Linked DNA regions of Zea mays: region 1 is linked to region 2. The links are chromatin contacts, called in public Hi-C maps. All regions are on one chromosome and are shown on one strand. Each heading gives the region's core, a stretch centred on a gene start, on an enhancer-like site or on the middle of the called end of the contact. The rest is flanking DNA. Distances are from core to core; before and after follow the strand shown.

Region 1 (6,748 bases), core at 4,054-6,553, 160 kb after region 2:
TGGACTCAATGGAGAAAACAGATGAAAAGATGGCTGGCAAAAAGATCCCAAAGATCTAGCTCCAACCGGCCGACGCCCGCTCGTCCTTCCCGGGCTCCATTCTCATATACAATTCCGGGCAAACGAATTCGCCGTACCTTGAGTACCAGGTCGTAGGTTAGTTGAAGTTCGCAGGCAGGTGCACCTAGGAGCAGCAACAGAATCCAGTCCCAGACTGCGTGCAGATCACCCAAACTTTCACCTATCTATACACAAAAATCACCCGTCTTGCTGCAGGGCAGACGCCAAGACCAGGCAGCGGTCTCATAGCTACAGTACTATACTCGAGCAGGAAACCCAAAGTTCTGAAATGCTCTGATCTGACCTCCACGGCCTGCTGTGACAATTACAGTTCCCCAGGCTGACCAGCATGGAGCTTGATCAGCACCGCTGAGAAGACTGGCACTAGACTGAGGGCTCTGCTTTGTTGGCGTCATCAGTTCTTCAGGCCAAGTTGCTCTATCACCGCTGTGATTTGAACTGGTGCTTAGGATATTGCCACTTTGAGGCTGCAGATCGGAGGAATCTTGCAGTTTTTCAGGGACAGCATGCAGCAGAGGATGCTCCAATACAGAATCCCGCTCATCGTGCTTCGTGGAGTTTGATCTGGATACCACTGCTGAGCCATTAGATGGCGGTGCAACAGCAACTGTCACATCCTGGCAGTGGAAATGTTCATAGGAACTGGTGACAGTAACATTCGCCTTGCTTCTGCCTTTTTCAAGGCTACCATCGTTTCTCCATATGTACACATGGGAATCCTCACTTGCTGAGATCACATACCTCCCATTAGCAGCTAAACATGCTGAAATCTGGCTGTTAGTGTTTCGGAAACCTGAAACAGAAGAGAACAAAGAGTGAAACAGCCATTGCAGTGGAAACAACCAAGTAGAAAATTAAAAATCGTTGCTTCAAGGTGAAAAAAAATATATGCATAGTGGACCCACCAACGGGCAGATATAACTGTGTTATCGTGTTAAGTGAACAAGAGGACCTGTCACCTCAACAAAGTGGAGAATGACAGGTTTTGTCACTTTGTTGAAAGCACATGACAGGAGAAACGCGAAAATGCTACATGATTCGATCAATGGAACATCGAAATATGTTATTGGTAAATAGTTGATTACTATATGGTTTGATTCCTGCCCATCTACCAAACTACAGACACTGGGATTCTAACACAGAAATCAGTTTTTAATGAACAATCAAAACAGGTTATCAAAATGTAATTACGTAAAGAACCAGTCATTTTACTAAATCACTTACCAGAAGCAGAGAAAAACAATGTGGTACTGGTACAAAACTATGTCTTGCAAAAATAAATGATGCGATATGCCTACTGATCTTAAAAAAGTTCCCGGGCTCAAAATTTGATACCTTTGTACTTGTGAACTAGATTAAGGCCATCAAAAACCCTGATTCTTGAATCTGCAGATGTAATAAGGACCCTTGAAGTACTCCCTGGGAGAAACTATTCAAGGAACAATTATTTAGTAAGACAGAAAGCTTAATGATAAAAAAAATAATGTGTACACAACTTGTGAAGTATATGCAAATTTGTTCGGGAAATGCACCTGAAATCCAGTTATTTTCTTCTGACTGGACTTCTTTTTCTTATTTTGCAGGTCAATTTGTTTCTTTTGGAGAAGCTTATTATCTGGTCAGAAAAAGTAAAAAGAAAAGGTAAGTCACAGCCAGAGAGAAAACATGATGATATGATGCAGGTGGAGAGGTACCAGATGTATCATAAATATGGCAGCTGCCTTTATGGGAACCAATTAGTGCACTCTTCGAGAAAGAAAGAAAGAGATGTGTCAGATCGTAACATGAAGAAGATATTAAATCAAAGAATTATGTATAGATGATTAAAACCTGTCCATCTGGGGTATAGCAAGCAGCAGTGACCATTTCATGCAAATCTTTCCAATCAACAATTTCACGGTTTTGAATGCTCCATATGCGGACTTTTTCATCCAGTGAACCACTAATGAAGTATCTATCATCAACAGGGTTGAACTGGATGCATGTCACTAGGATACAGATTCAACAAAAGAAAATTCAGCATGCTGGCAGAGTGACAAAGATTAAGGGCAAGTGGTGGGTGATTCTTACCATAGTCACTGTGTGAAAATGTTTTTAGACAGGAAGCGCTCGAAATGTGCCACAACTTCACCGTTTTATCCATTGAAGATGAAAGTAAGTACTGTAAAGCATTTCAGAAAGGTATGACTGAGAAATTTTGTAAGGAGTTAATGGAACTTTACCAATCATACTTCCTATGGAGCACTGTCACTGAGCACAAAATCGATATGTAGCCAGCACAGAGAGGAGAAAGATGTTTTCAGCTGGCAACTTAATACCTAAAAGGAATCCAACAAATTTTATGTGTCTAATCATGCACTTGTGCTCTTGGAGGCAACTGGTCGGGTCTAAATGCAACCCCTTTCATTAATAAGTGTGATTAGGGAGGGGTAACTCAAACTTGCAGAACCTGATAAATAGTAGTACCCTACTGATGGTTTGATGCTGTGTGACTTAGCGCCAGACCATCTGTAATATGACTAACAGGTTAGAAAATGTGTGTCCAAGAGACCATAAATTGAGACTCCACAACTTGATGTGACAAGACTTAGTGTCACATTTATATGACCTGTTTCATGGTGTTACTTAAGTTGGGAACACTGAACAAACAACCCTTTTGTACTTGCATTTGGTCAATATAAAAGTTTAAAAAATGGAAAGCACATGATGAGGCAAGATAATCCTAGATTTTAGAAGCCCACACACCTATCCATGATATATTGTGAAACACATAATATCTATTTGATGATAAACAAAAAAATGATAGGAGTTAACAAGTAGCCAACATTTAGAGCCGCAAAAGTAAATTATCAAGGCACTGAAAAAATATGATGTTCATGGCAATCTGGGCATTAATGTTTGGACGTTTGCCATGGCCTGATAATGGTTACATGCTGATAAATTCACCAATATGTGCATACACAAAAAGGTACAATAACTTGGAGGAAGAACGTTTAGGTAGCAAATAATTGATGATATGCATTACAAGTTACCAATTCATCCTTTGCAGCTAATTACGCCAGAAATGCATTAAAATAGGCAGCTCTAGGTGCTATGTTATTTCTGTCCTAACATGGTTGAACCCAATCACCACAAAGATGGCTGCTGGAATAATGCTTCATAAAAATATGCCGTTAACATTTCTATAGTAAAACGAATAACAAGAACTAAGCAATTGTTGTCTACAATCGTTATACTGTTTATGGCATGCTTCTAGATTTCAGCATTTATCAAATTACTGGTCAAAAATAAACTAGGGGCAAGTTTAGAACAAACAGCAACGCTAGAAATACCTGGGATTTGGACCAGCAGAGATCAAGCACATCTTCTGAATGCCCCACGAAGGTCCGAATCGGCTTTTCTGACAGTGCAAACACATGCTCTGGCACCATTAGCCGGTCTGAGCTCACAGACCTACGACCCTCCAAGAACCTTGCCCGACGCTTCTTCTCACGATTGCTCCCATCCAGACTGCTGGCCAAGGCTAATGTTGTCTCCGGTGAACCGTTGCACGCCATGGCAACAAGAGGATTGCACAGTCCGTTCTCCTCGCGTTTCCTCTCAAACTCGGACACTTCCCAGACATGGATCACGCAGTCTTCCCCAGCACTCGCGAGGTACCGGCCATCTGGACTAAACCTGATGCTCCAGATGGACCCATTGTGAGCCTGAATCTCCTGGTTCATGAACAGGCCACTGAGCTCCTTGTACGACTTCCCAGACTGCCTCACCTTAACGCGCACCCGGCCATGGTGCACGGAGGCTCCGGCGCTGTCCTGGCTGTCATCCGTCGCTGAGCTGGACCGGCGGCCGCCTTTCTCCGAGGACGTGTCCTTCTCGTCGCTGCTGCGGCGGTCGCGGGAGGTGACCGCCATGGAGCCGGCAACGTTTCGAAGGCTCCGAAGCCAGCTGCTGTGCCGCCGGTGGCGCGTAGCCCCGTTGCTGGAGTCGGAGTTGGACCTCTGGATGGGGGTGGACGCGCCGTTGTTCGAGCCGGAGCTCCCCACGTTATCGCGTCGCATGAGCTCCTGGACGATAGGCGAGCAGCCTACGCAGAGGTCAACAAACTCCTCCATGGTGAAGTGGCGGCCCGTGCCGACCTCGCGGAGCTGGAACTCCTCCTTGACCACGAACTCGGTGCCGTCGTCGAGGTTCCGGATTAGGCACCTCGGGCCAGCGTCCTCCCCTTCGGGCGTGGCCTCGGAGGAGCCCGACGACGCCTGGCGCGACCGCCCGCCCAGCGGGGGCTTGGTCGACGAGACCGGCACGGCGCCGTCTGATCTGGATCGGGGGATGGGCGAGGCCGGCGCCGGGCGGACGGGCCCGTCGTAGGAGACCGATCGGCCCATCTCGAGGCGCGCTAGGGCGGGGTCCCCGGCGAGCCCCATCATCTGGAGCAGCTTCCGGCGCCGCTCCTGCACGGGCGCCGGCTCCGACGTCCACACGTCGAGCGCCGCCGCCGCCGCAGAGGCGGCCCCGTCCCGTCGCCGTCGCGGGTGGTCGTTGTCGTCATCGTCCGAGGCGGAGGTGGAGGAGCAGGAGGAGGAGAGCACGCGGTCTCGCGACTCGTAGAACACCTCCTCCTCCTCTTCCTCCTCCCCGCCGCCGGCTCTCATCTCCGCGCCCGCATTGACCGCCGAGGAAGATGGAGTCGACACGGCGGCGCCCCGCGGATGGAAATTGCCCCGTGGACGCCGCGGCGATGAGCGGGGGAGGGGGAAGCAAGGCGCCCGCGACCGCGACCGCGCGCAGGTGGAGTCAGATCCACCACGGGCACGAGGCCCGCGACCGGTTCGTCGTCGGACGGGCCAATCGCGACGGGTTCCTACCCCGTGCCGCGCGCCTGCCTGTGCCTGTTCGTGCCTTCCCTCGAAAAAAGTGGTGGTTGGTGCTGGACTGCTGGCGCCGTCGTCGTTGTTATTGCGGGTGGTGATGCTTGCCAATGCCACCACCTCCTCTCCCCCCGCTGCGGCTGCGGCTGCGTGCGTCGTTGTTGTTGGCGATGTTTACCAGCGCCTACTCCGGCCTCCCCTGGCCATGGGGAGGGAAGGTGACGTTAAAAACCCATCGGCCGCTGGACCCAGCCGTCAGCCGGGAGCGTTCGGGCGCGAGCGCGACAAACTTGGGAAAGGGTAACCGCTCGCTCCTGCCGTTTCGGGGAAGTGGATTAGTGCAAGGAGAAGGCGGTCAATTTGGAAGGCGTGTTTTGAGAGTTTTAAGGTGACGCGGAAAGAGGGCGTCTGTCGTGCGCTTTGGCGTCGTCACCTGTGCTATGCCCGAATCATGAGCTGGTGGTAAAAAAAATTCCGTCCCCCCATTGCCCTTTGTTTTGTCTTATTCGTCGATGATTTCCAGAAGGTGCAAAGAGGAATTTCCTTTGAAAAAAAATAAATGGGGGCCAGGCAGACAGTACCTGACTGTCTGATGAGGTAAAGGGTCCGTCGGCGTGAACAAAGCCTCGCTGTGAGAGAGATGTTACTGGCGCCCGTAAAAATTAAGGAAAGCACATACACACGCAGGCGCCATGTGGCATGCGTGCCATGGGTAGCAGCTTGGCACCACATGCGGCGTGTCAGGAGGACCATCGCGCAAACAGTCCATCAAAGATCCACCAAAGCCTCCCCGCGGCCGGGCAGACCGCCGGCAGGCATCCGATGCTGGCAGGTCCTTCTCTCTCTCTCTCTCAAGTCTCAAAGCCCTTCGGCCAGAGCGCGTGCCGCGCAACCCGCGCACACGACGTACCGCCGCTGCCGCGCCGCGCGGTCCCGGTCCCGGGGCGGGCAGCATGAGCGCGGCGGCACGAACGCATCTGGTGTCCCTTCGGTCCCTGCGCTTGATCGCGACGCCGGGGGGCGGGGCGGGGCGGGGCGGGGCGGGGCGCGACGTAAGGGCATGTACAGTGGAGAGACACCAAAACGGTTCTCCAAGCACAAGAGACAACTAAGAGACTCTATTATACAATGGAGTGTCTATAAATGTAGTCTACTAATAAATACAGAATTAAATGCATTTGTACAGCAGCAGATCGATAGAACAGACGACAAATTCGTATAGTAGAAAGTGATGCGTCTGTTACTACTTGGTTTACGAGCCAGAGACGTCTCTTCACAGAGAGACGGCTCTAAGATTTTTTTGCAAATACACCCCTTAAACACCTTAAGAGCCTCCACATTAAACACCACTGTACATGCCCTAGTCGAGCAGAGCAGAGCAGAGGCAGAGAGAGAGGTGTGCAACCGCAAGACCACCGCCCAGCTGCGCTCGCGCCCAAAATCGCAGCGGGCGCGGGCGGGCGGGCGGACGGACCACCGTCCTCGGGCGGGCCCCCGCGGCAATTACCCGCGCTGTCGGAGCAGCCAGGGGCAGCTGGATGTCCATGCTACTCCAACTCCAGGAGCCGCCCCTCTAGCTAACATGTTCGTTTAGGCCGCGGGATTATTCCGGGACGCGTATGCAGTACGTACGTAACGTACGTACGTACAAAAGGGCCCGGTCTGGTTGCCATGCACGCCTGTTCAGTTCTCCTGCAGGCACGTACAGGGTTAAGGGGTGTGGCCGCGCTGATTAAGCAGGCCTCTCGTGGCGGTGGCACGTACGCAGCGTTGGCCAGCTCGGCGGGACAACGACG
Region 2 (6,484 bases), core at 3,147-5,646:
GTAGTGATATTGAGTGGGTATTTACTCATTGTTTTCTGTACCCCAGGCCAACTGTAAACTGTCCTTTCTAGCCTTCTGGATTATGTTACATTACGACTTACGAGAGAGAAAAAGGTTTCTTCCGGAAGGAAAGAGAAAAAAAGGGCAGCGATCGATGCTAGATTCAGTTACGTTACGAGGAAAAAAAGGTTTCTTCTGGAAAGAAAAAGGCACCGATCGATGCCGCTGCTTCTTTAAATATGAAAGGAAGCGCGTATACTGGTGTCCTGTGGGACTTTCGGCGGATCCGTGTGGTTAGCTAGGTTTGGGCCTGGGCAAAGAATCCATTTCCCCAACCGAAAGGAACATTGGGTTCCTTCCTATTGGCTGGGGCTGTTGTTTATGTTCGATCATCACAGAATTTAATAGCAGCCTGGAGCTGGGACGAACTCCGGGGGTGTCAACGCGCCATTTTGACAGCTCGTGCTGGGCACGGTGGATCCAGCACGAAAAAACGAGCCATTGATATCACAAACAAGCTGTTCCGACGAATCGAAATGCTTACACCAAACATGAGTTCACATCACACGCGACCAAAAAAAAAACAAATTGAGCACACGGCGACTACGAGTCTTTCTTCTGCGCCTTCCTCTTCATCCGGCTGAACGGGCCGACCGTCCGGTCCATGATGTACATGTAAATGACCTGGCTCCAGGACCTGTACGACTCGAGGCCGTCGTAGTACTCCGGCGCCATCTCCTTCACCCTGTGCAGCCGGGTGCCCGGGATCCTGGGGAAGTCGTGGTGCTCGTTGTGGTACCCCACGTGCCACGCCACCAGGTTCAGGGGCCCGTAGTACGAGTAGGTCTCCTGCTCGGGGCTGAACACGTAGTGCTCCGAGATGAAGTGGCCCGCCATGGGGTGCATGCCGCCGCCGACGAACGTGGAGAGGACAAGGTAGGCCAGCGACCTCCAGCCGCACAGGTACACGAGCCCGGCGTCGAGGCCGACCTGGGCCGCCAGGTTGGTCAGCTCCCACAGGCCCGGAGGCTTCGGCTTCAGGAACAGCGGCCGCAGAGCGTAGAAGAAGAGCTGGAGCACGACCCACGCGGACTTGCCGGCGGCGCTCCTCACGGCGCGCGCCTCCGCCTGGCTCGGGATGTCCATGTCCACGCCGTCCACGCCCTGGAACCGGTGGTGCTCCAGGTGGTACTTCTGGAACGTGATGGACATGGGCACACCGATGGGGAGGTTCGCGAAGATGCCCAGCCAGCGGTTCAGGGATGGGGTCGCGAAGGCAAGGTTGTGGCTCAGCTCGTGGATGGCCAGGAACAGGTTGTGGTTTAGAAACGACCCGAAGAAGTAGGACACCGTCAGTAGCTTCAGCCAGCTGGCGTCACGGAGGAATGTAGCAGTCCATAGCTGAAGCGACACGACCAAACCAATCTGCAACAACAGGTGAAATAACCATCAAAGAATTGACAAGTCATGGCTTCTGGCTGTACTAAATAATTAAATTGGCCAAACAAGTTTCTAAGCTTAAATTCCCAGGAGATTCCATTAGGAATTCGGACTATACCGTGTCATACAGGTATGGGCAAACAACTTCAGCAAACGCAATAGAACATATACCAATGCTACCAATGCAAATAAGAGTACAACTTATTGCTCCAAAAAGAAAAGAACTTCAGCCTATGGACAAGGATGGTAGCCCTCCTGATTTTTTTTTCTTACAAGGCCATGAGATGTGCGGATGTGCCACATGAAGGCAAAAATCCTTTACTAGGTGCTCTGGTGTAACGGTGAGAGCTGTCTCACCGCATCAACAGGTCACGGGTTCCGGGTTTGAAGCAGCCTCTTCGCATTCGCGGGGAAGGCTTAGGGCATGTTTGTTTACCCCCATGGATTATATAATCTGGATTATTTTTGGAGGATTATATAATCTGGATTATATAATCTGGATTATATAATCTGAGTAGTCCTGTTTGTTTACCCAGATTATTTGAGTTGTTAATAGGATTCTTTTGTATGAGGAAGACAAGAATGCCCTCTATATTTGTACTAGGTTGAAACTCATATATGAAAAAAATAATTCAATTGATATTGGCAAATATTGCATTAGCAATATTATCACGGAAGGCATTCATGTCACCTTCTTCATCCTCAAATTGACTAGTACTAGGCGCAAAAACGATTCGGTGGATTATAATGGCAATGGTGGGTAATTTCTAGAAAACTTGAAAGGGTAGTGGGGAAGTGGGAAAAAATAATCTAAAATAAGCACCTCCTCACTTGCTTATGGATTATCATAATCCAAGGGGTTAGATTATATAATCTGGGCAAATAAGCTGGACTGTTTGTTTGACTCTTAGGATTATTTAATCCAGATTATATAATCTGAGGGGTAAACAAACAAGCCCTTACCTCGGCTTATCTCTTCACCAGACCCCCACACATGTGGGAGCCCCTGCGTCTGCGCCTTTAGCAAGGAATGAAAACGAGATACTCTGATTCAAATGACTGCTCAGATATGGTGCAGGGCACAGTAATTCAGTAAGGATGTGTTAGTGTGCTTTGCAGGTTCAGGCTGTATTCAAGGTTTCAGATAATTCATCTTTTGATAATGTTCTCGCATATTGGCATTAAAGTCTGAGTCGATTTACATTCCTCATTAATGACCGATTGGCCTCAATATGAAAATGAATAATACGGTAAAGATATGACTGTGTCTTGTGGTTGATTTACAGTTCATAATTCCTATGGTTCTTCCCACAATCTCAACATGATAGAGGGTACCAAAGATATGATTGCCGTCTTGTGGTTGATCTGAAATTACTGTCCCAAATGTGTCATACAAAACCGAGGGTGCATTAAGATCAGTAGCAAGATATGCCGTGGCCAAAGTTGTTGGGATTTGCCTACTCTTCAAGGAAGTAGCACCCAATAACTAGTTACGGCTTAGAAAAATTAATCTTTATCGATTCTTAATGCCGCTGAAGTTATAATATTGAAACAACCAGTAAGGTTTAATGATGTCTTGAAAGAAAATGCCGGTAGCCAATAAGAAGCAGCAACTGCCATTTCAGGCACCCTTTAGGGCCCGTTCGGATGCATTGGATTTACACCCGGAACTATTCCAGCTAATCCATGTTAATACAAAATTACAAATAAACATATCATTCCATCTGTAACGGTTGGAACCGTTCCATAGTAAATGAACATGGCCAGGCTTAAAGTTACAGCTGGAAGCCTGGAACTAATTCAGAGCCAACAAGAAAGGTTCAGCATAGCACAATAAAGTGGGCAGCTTATGCCACCTAGCAGTATGCCATTAGGCTCATTATGGCTTGATGAAACAATTTAACGGAGGAAGTACCTGATTTGACTGTATTATTTGGTTACTAATTCATCTTGTTTGCGCCATAAAACCCAATCTTAACAGTTTTGCAGACATCAAATTTGCAGTGTCATAAGGAATATTAACCAGTTAGTTGACGACAAGGCAAACAAATTTACAAAACAAGCAAGTAACAGAAGAAAACTGGAAAGTCCAAAGAAGAGTGCTGCAATCTCCCTAACAAAAAAAAAAGGAAAAAAGAAAAGTATATCTGCAATCGCTTTGTCATAGTGGTGGTTCCAGAATATTTCTAGCAACGTAAGCACCATAGCCTGCACAATGTCAAACTAACCTCGCACAGAAACCGTAAAAAACAGCACATCGACCCCGAATTCAGATATGCGTAGCACTTAACTAATATCGCAGCTCTAGCTTCTAGGGATACCAAACTTTAATGGATCCAAACCGACTTGCATCTGCTCAGCAAACGCCAAACGTCGTAAAAGGGAACAGCGTGAGTCAAACTTTCTGGCGAGCTAAATCCTGGATCCTCTATTCCGCATTCCACACACAGAATCACAGGAGAGAGAAATTAACAGACGCAAAGAGCAAGCCGCAAAGAAAGCAGATCACGGCACCTTGAGGAAGGCCCACGGATCCGGGCCGAAGAGCTCCTTGATCTGCGGGTACTTGGCCAGGATCTCCCGGCGGCGCGACGCGTGCGGCTCGTCCGTGTACGACCAGAAGAAGTCCGTCGCCATCACCCCTTCCTCCGCCTCCATCCCAGCGACCATTGCTCCCTCCCACACCCTGGGCCCTGCGCGAACGGGCGGTCGTTAGCGGACGCAGCCCGATGGCACGGGGTGGCGCTGGAGCCCGAATGCGGGTAGGTGGATTCGTCGGCTCCTTTTCACGCGAACCGGCGGGGCGAATCCTGTGTGCTATCTTTGATGAAAGTATCTACCGGCTATGGCCTATGGGTGGGCGAGGCGTGGAGGCGTGCAGCGGCGGAGGGTGTGGTGTGGGCGAATTTGTCTATTTCGGGGAATCCGGAGGTGACGACGAACATGAACGTGCAGAGAACGTGACGCGGAGCTGGCACTATGGGGTCCACATGTCATCGAAGGCGATGACCATGGGCCAGGGATAGTTTGAGCCTGAATGCAGGTTGATCAGATCGGATCGACATTTGTTGGGCCATGGGCCCATGGCCCATGAAGAAAAGGAACATGAGATGGAAATAGGAAAAAACTTCAGTTTAACCTATACAACTATTGCGGTTGTTCGTTTTTCCTGCTTTATCTACAAAATCACTAACTGTTTTGAGGGATCGAAGTGTGTGTGTTTTGGAAGTCACCGTCTTGAGTTTCTTGGCAACATATTTTGCCACGGGTGTCCTTCTCTTTTTTTTTCTCTTTTTTGAAAGGAAATGTACATATCTTTTCAGTTCCACGCCTTTGCTAACTTGCATTGCATAGCACACATTGTTGAAAACCGGCTTGGATCGATAAGACAACAAGGTGACGGACATGCCAAACCATTCTGAGTTTGCACGTTCACATGGAAAGCACAGGGTCACAGCACCAGACGCATTCAAACAGATCCATCATCCTGACAACTTTTTTTTTGTCACGAACCCTGCATTCTGTTAAGTAACCCTAGTTAGGGTTATGTGGGCAAATACCTGCTTTGCCCCTGAGGGGTCTCACATCTCTATATAAGGAACATGTACATCCCCTCATAATACAGTGATCAGAAAGAGGCCAGAGGCCCAACCCTATATCATGTGTCTCGTGCGTTTCCTCTGTCGTGCTTATGGGAAGGGAGACGGGTTCTCTACAGCTTCTCGCGCCTCTACTGCTGACGGGAGGGAAGGGAGCGGATCTGGTGATCCGTGGTAACGTAGTTCTCAACACGTTATCAGCACGCTCTACTTCGACGTTGCTGCGGGATCAGGTCTGCATCAACTCTTCGTCAAGCCGGCAGGTCTCTTGGCCTTGCCGAACTGTCCTACGCGACAGGCTTCGTTCCCGTTTATCGAACCAGGAATCACGGTATGAAATCTTGAGTGGATCTACAATTTACTGTTCATCGCGTATATTGCCTACGAGCCTGTGTGCATGCTGTTGGTCGGAGCAGAGCACCATTTGATGGTTGACTGGTCTCGGTTCATGCGCCGAGATGACGCGCTGCAGTTCACGAGAAGGCCTGGAGCCACACCGCTGCCTTGTGAAAATCAAAGGCCTGGAGCCGTGCATGCCGGCACCTCCTCCAGAATAGCAGGCTTTGACGTTTTCCTTGCATGGCTGTTCACGTTTCCTTGGAACCGCATGCACCAGCCCCGCAACGTCCGCTCCCACCACGACTACCTCCACATGCACAAACGGCCACATGCCACCCCGCAAGCCGCATGAACAAATGGATGGGCTATTTACGTGAAGGCACCTCACGCATGCACAAACGGATGCGCTAATAAAGTTTCGCATGCTCGTTTGTTTGTTGCTTCATTATCGTGTTTCTTACCACCAAACATACATTTAAATAAATTCTTTATCTTAATTAATTATTCTTTGGCACGAATAATTAGTAGAAAAATGCATGCTTAGATATGAGAAAATGCATATATGCATCTGATCTGCTTATACTCATGCATTAATTCTAGTATTATTTTTCTGCTTTATTTCTCGTAATAGATAATTGGCAGAAATTATTAAAATATGTGAAGGCTATACTGTGCATACTCAAATCGCTCTAAATTTCTGTGTTGCGTTGAGCTTTTTGAACTCACATCGAGCGATTAAATTGTATGGTGGGTACCTAGACATGCCGATCGGACTAAATTAATAATCGGCTGAGCTTTGGCATTGGCTGCGCCCTGGCAACACGATGCAGTATTTGTGTCGTACGAACTTGGCTGCGTCATGTGATTGCTATATAGCACTCTCGTTTAATCGGACAGCTCCCGTTGAGTCGAACCGCCATCGCGGAGTCGCGTATTTTTCGCATGCCCTGTAGGCACTGTCTGTTTGCCGTGATCATCGAGCCACGATTGCGCCTATTGCGCACGTTGCATGGATTTATCGTGTACCCCAATTACCGAGCAATAATTTTGCCTGTTGTACTTATTACGAAGGCTTGTTGTGTTGTCGTAGCCCTGATGGTCGCACA

Evidence for each region. A called contact is a pair of places that touch in the nucleus more often than the background predicts.
Region 1: a Hi-C map of leaf shows a contact between it and region 2, with 4 times the contacts expected there. The contact joins the promoter of LOC103646158 here to the promoter of LOC103646156 in region 2. A contact is called at or near these places in 7 of 25 Hi-C or Micro-C datasets (bundle sheath, ear, endosperm and 2 more).

Annotation. Positions count from the first base shown.
Region 1 is chr2:25,147,870-25,154,617 of Zm-B73-REFERENCE-NAM-5.0, forward strand. LOC103646158 (WD repeat-containing protein 44) reads right to left here and starts at 5,304. Exons shown (of 7, transcript XM_008670878.4): 1 at 3,414-5,304; 2 at 2,152-2,242; 3 at 1,912-2,069; 4 at 1,776-1,827; 5 at 1,614-1,696; 6 at 1,417-1,510; 7 at 1-874. The coding sequence starts at 4,736. The coding sequence ends at 318.
Region 2 is chr2:24,988,190-24,994,673 of Zm-B73-REFERENCE-NAM-5.0, forward strand. It overlaps LOC103646156 (sphingolipid delta(4)-desaturase DES1-like), which reads right to left and starts at 4,397. Exons shown (of 2, transcript XM_008670877.3): 1 at 3,955-4,397; 2 at 451-1,425. The coding sequence starts at 4,110. The coding sequence ends at 604.